2 separate regions of the Zea mays genome follow, and region 1 is linked to region 2. A link is a contact called in public Hi-C data. All regions are on one chromosome and are shown on one strand. The core of a region is the stretch at or near the end of the contact, and the rest is flanking DNA. Distances in the headings are between cores, read along the strand shown.

Region 1 (2,700 bases), core at 167-2,666, 490 kb after region 2:
TGACAAGTAAGGAGGGTTGACATGCCTTTCCCTGGGATAAATCTGTTAATTTATTTTAGATGAGGAATTTATTTAGACAATTACAGTAGTTGGATCAAAACTTCAATGAAACTTAATGCAGATGTGCATTGAATATTTCACATTGGGTGAACAAATTTGATCACTCATTTTTCCTACTACGACAGGTCGACCACCTGTAGAAGAGATTATGGCATCCCGAAAAGCTGCAGTAAGTTGTCCTTCTGATCATCAACTCACTTCCTCTGCTTGAAGCTTTGTATGGATCAGTAATCATACTGGTTGCGAGTGAACATTTTAGCAGCTTCAGTTTACTGACTGTTTTGTCCATCCGCAGGGCGGATGTAAAGATGATAAAGTATGCAAGATGTGAGCATCAAAAACATTCTACTGTACTATGTACCACACCTCTATTCATGCTTAGATAGGCTCATAAACATAGTTTTAACACTCAAATGATCGCACTGGTATGTTTTGTTTATCTACTACAGCTCAAGACTGTGACTAAATTTCAACGGATTAAGGTGGATAGCGTCAGATTTGAAGATGAGAAGCTTCAGGATACCTCGTATTGGGCTAACATTACCAATCCCATGGCACCGTTACCATTCCATGTTTCTAATGCACTGAGGGTATGAGGCCACGCTTTTGTATGTGCCTACCGCCAAGACACCTTGAGCTACACATGTGGTTTGTTATTATCTTGAAAGCGTATTTGTGTCAATACTATAACCTTAATATGCTTGTTTGATCTATATTTTTTCTGCCATCAAGAATGAGGCAATTAGATAAGGATATATGTTAGCTTTGTCAGTATTGTCTGAGTCTTTAAGCGTAGCAGTAAAAGTTTTGGCACACCATTGTTTTAGTTATTATGATCTGAGCAACCCGTTTTATATAGGGAGCTCGTGGCAAATGCATCCTCACAATAGGACGATGGAGCTCAAGGCGTCAAGTGGTGGCTCGCTCGGACTCGCGTCCTCTGCAACAAGGCACTGTTCCCCATGAGGGTTCCCATTACCATTGCGCTCGCGTCGCCTGTCACTAGGGCTCTGAGCCATTAGAGGCTCGTCAATTTATATAAATTTATGTTCCGTTGCAATGTACGAGCACATACCTATAAGATATTAAGATCGAAGATAATATATATATTGTTTGTTTTCATGTATTACCTAACACTGTCTAGATGTACATAAATTACTACGATATTATATGTCCCCGTTGCAACGCACGGGCACTCACCTAGTCATATTTATATTCTTTCAACCGAACATAAAATTGGATTTAAAGGGTATTATAAAAATAAAAAGGAATACCTCAGAATACCCTTCATCTTTTTTTGTTCGAACGCATTATCCCGTTCGTTCATTGTGTACTACTGGATTCTCACACCGCAGCATCCGTTCACGTGTCTTCACCCCGAGTGCTGTCTCTCTCCTTCCTCTCTGCTACGGCTGGGTGAGGCGGGGGGCTACTGCCGCCGCCTAACGCCAGGTTCCGAGGCCTTCGTCGGTCTATTTGCCGGCGATGAACATCCACCAGGTAATCCCCTCCTTCTGTTCCCTTCCCGCTGTGTGAAACCGAGCACCCAAACCCTATCATAGAGCTATTTGCTAGTATTTGATGCCTGCCAACTTCCAACTTTTGGCAAAAATTTATATGTGTACACCCATGTTCTTTTACTGCGGCTGCCCCTCCTCCTGAATGGAGGGGCAGAAATTTGTTGCAACTCTTGATTATAAGTATTTTGCATAAATTAGAAATGATAACAATGGTTGATATCTTTGAGCCTTTTGATTTTTGGGACCGTTACTTTATTCAGAGGATACGTTCATCATGGAAGAAAATTTGACTATGTTGTAGGGATGGTTGCAACAATTTGGGCATAGCGTTGGTATCAGTGGTTCGAAGATGGTTCTCCATATGACCCACAATGTATTCAGTTTTCGATGCTTTGCTGCCAATGGGCGTGGCTTCAGTGCGGATTCTACCAATAAGAGAAAAGTATGTAGACTCAATGCTCCATTTCCCTCCCTACTTCTATCTGCAGCACATGTTTTGCAAGGACTAGTGTTAGAAGGAAATGGAGTCATCTTCTAACGGGCATATTCCTAATTATGAAGTTGTACGTCTTGTTCAGTGATTAGGAAAGCCAGATCACACTATATATATGAAGAAATTGGAGTCACTGATGGTCTATTATGTCTTCGCTTTTCTCCCAGATTAAAAGCAAGAAGAGGCGAAAGGATGTTGCACTGGAATCAAGGTACTCTCCTTGCACATTGTACTATTATAAGTTTTATTCTCTTCACACTAGAAGCAAGGTATATTCTTATCAGGAACTTTTGGTGACTGGCACGTTTTTTTAAATGGCATCTCTTATATTTTTCAAGAGTTATAGTTGGTTTCAAGATACAAGCTTGTAACAGAAGATACTCAATTCCTAGAGTCACATTCTAACAGTAAACTTTTATGCAAAGTCTAAACTTGTTTATCATTACTTGGTGATCCAGTGTAAGAACATTTGAATAGAGCTTCTGTTTCTGAGTTTTTCCCATTTTTGGTTATTAATTACTAAATGGAGTCACATTGGAAAAAAGAAGGAATTATACTAAAGGGAAGTTTAGGATGTGTTTGGTTTAAGGAATGAAGTGATCCATCTTCTTCTTACTCCTCACTTTT
Region 2 (2,784 bases), core at 264-2,763:
TGCTTATTAGCTGTCTTCACTTGCGACGCGTCTTCTAACATTATGCCGTTTCAATTCAAGTTCACATGGCATGCTTGATGTGTGGTGGTCACTGGTCAGCTCTGATCACATCAATGTCGTCTTAGGAGCAAGATAATATGTTTCCCATCTCATCCTATGAGGTTAAGCGGGCCATGCTAACAAAGCGTACTTAAATCACATGATGTCATGGAATTTGAATAGCAAACTGCATAGTTAGTTAACTACTAATTAATTTGTAGCCATCAACCATGTGACGTTGTGAATCTTTACCCACGTCGCCGTCTAAGAAATAACGCACAAAGGGATTCACTACCGTGACACTGACATTCCTCTATGCGTTATTTATAATAATATCTGGGTCGAAATATTTATAATAATATTACGTATTTATATTGTTATGTATCTATGTTTAATCGTGGATTTTGTCGTTATCATTGTAATCACGTTCCGTGGCATCGCACGGGCACGTACCTAGTAGATATTTATTTATGGTTAGGTGAGAAGGGGAGGAACATATCACACACTCCGCACGTGACGCACGACTATAGTCGAAACGGTGAAAACTTATGTTTTATAGGATCAGTGATTAAAGTACGGTTGTCAATCAGGCGGTTCAGAACGGGTCCCTACAGGTTTATACTTTTTCCCACGGTGTCACGGGTTCGGGACCTAAATATGTCGAGTTTGGGACGGTTTTTGATTTCTAACCACGGTTTTATCACGGGACCCGAAACCTGAATCCGTCGGCTAGCCCATCACTTCTACACTCGCACGCAGCCCAACTGACAATAGTCAATAGCCCAAGTGCCCTGTCTAGAGATGGCAACGGGTACAAACCCGCTGGGTTTTGCTATCCCAAACCCGTACCCGTGAAAAATATTTACACCCATTAAAAAACCCATACCCATGACGGGTTTGAATTTTTGCCCAAACCCGTACCCATCGGGTTAGCGGGTACCCACAGGTTACCCGCGGGTTTTATCTCCAATATGCCTTTTCTTCTTATAATCAATAAGTATCGTAATGATTAATAAGATCATGGTCCAAAATTTATGTAATGAACAACAAGTTCATGATTTGATATAAAAAATATTGGTAGAGAGAATTAAATACAAATAATAAGTTGTATAATCAAGTTACCTTACACTAAGTTATCCATCCACCACATATATAACGCTAGTAATAACTATAATAGCAAGCAAGCAACACTCTCACCAACTACTTGTACATTCACTATTTGATAAAAAATTGGAAGTAAATAGGAGGATAACAAGTTTATTGTTTGTTTATAAAATAAAATGACAATATGCATAAGGTTTGGTCGGGTTTAAAAAACCCATGGGTTCACGGGTTTGGGTACTCTAGGAACAAACCCGTATCCATGAACCCGTCGGGTATATATTTATGCCCATTAATAAACCCATGGGTACGGAATTTGACCCAAACCCGTACCCTAATGGGGTAAAAACCTATCGAATTTCAGGTTTTGGGTACCCGTTGCCATCTCTAGCCCTGTCGTCCTGTCCACGCCCTCAGCCAAACCCTAGCACTCGGTCGCGCACAGGCACAACGCAGCGCAGTCGCGCCGTCGGCATTCAGCCGTCGCGGACTCGCCGCCCACCCAGGTCCCAGGCTGGGAGAGTGGCAGACACCCACTCCGCCACTCGTCCTCAGCCACCGACCACCGTCCGTGGTTCCCCGTTCGCCACCGGCCACCGCCAGTCCACCACCCCCCCGGCGCGGCGGCGCCCCTCCTCCTCCCACACAGCACACATGCGCACGGCTTCAGCTGCAGTTCATGAACACGACTGAAGGATTGCAATGGTTCTGTTTTTTCTGAATAGCACCATGCCAGGACTGCCATCCGAGAAGGAGTCGATACCCAACCTCATCTTGCGAGGCTTTGGCACCATCGACCGTGTGAAGGCGAAGCTGGAGCAGGCCTGCCCTGAAGTGGTGTCATGTGCCGATATCTTGGCTCTGGTAGCAAGGGACGTCGTTGTACTGGTAAGAAGCTAGTAGGATTAATCTTGATCCTAAAATTTTGTCCTTCAACTAGCTTAGGATGATTGTCCCTAATTATTTCCTGTGCTGTGCAACAGACCAAAGGGCCTCACGGGGATGTTCCAATCTGGCGGAGAGATGGTAGAAGATCGGTGAAGCAAGATGCACTGGACAACCTCCACGCGCCCTTCTTCGATGTTGGTCGGAACATGTGCCAGTTCTTCATGCCCAAGGGCCTCAACGCCAAGGACCAGATTGTTCTGCTAGGTAACATACTGAAATTTCTCTCTACTATGTCTTTATATTAGTTGAAAAATGCAAGGCATGCACCTGTCCCGATGCATGATTGATACTGCTGGATCTCGCCCGGTTCTTGAATGCAGTGGCAGAGGACGAATTTTTTTAGGTATGGCTCTACACAACTGGGTTGTATAATATTTAGCACACAACCAATCAACTTGTAGAACAATTCGCGATATATATAAAGAAATAGAACATTGTCTAAAATGAGACTAAATTGCTACAAAACATGTAACTGTCATACTTCTGATTTTGCTATATATGTCTTGGAGACCTAGGCAATTGCATTTGCCTATCCTTATTCTTTTGAAATGCCTTCTTAATATTTTGAAGATCAAGCCCTTTGAACAGTTCCCTCTCAATGTAGATCACCATTAAATCGTTAAGCCAATAATCACCCATTTTGTTGCGCAACTCAGTTTTGATAATTTTCGTGGCAGAAAAAACCCTTTCAACCGT

What was found. A called contact is a pair of places that touch in the nucleus more often than the background predicts.
Region 1: a Hi-C map of leaf shows a contact between it and region 2, with 2.6 times the contacts expected there. The contact joins the promoter of LOC100193007 here to the promoter of LOC103632211 in region 2. A contact is called at or near these places in 6 of 25 Hi-C or Micro-C datasets (ear, endosperm, leaf and 1 more).

The regions. Positions count from the first base shown.
Region 1 is chr7:31,524,934-31,527,633 of Zm-B73-REFERENCE-NAM-5.0, forward strand. It overlaps LOC100193007 (Tetratricopeptide repeat (TPR)-like superfamily protein), which reads left to right and starts at 1,417. Exons shown (of 16, transcript NM_001138175.1): 1 at 1,417-1,560; 2 at 1,882-2,022; 3 at 2,241-2,284. The coding sequence starts at 1,546.
Region 2 is chr7:31,034,803-31,037,586 of Zm-B73-REFERENCE-NAM-5.0, forward strand. LOC103632211 (peroxidase 1) reads left to right here and starts at 1,514. Exons shown (of 3, transcript XM_008654032.2): 1 at 1,514-2,028; 2 at 2,124-2,292. The coding sequence starts at 1,843.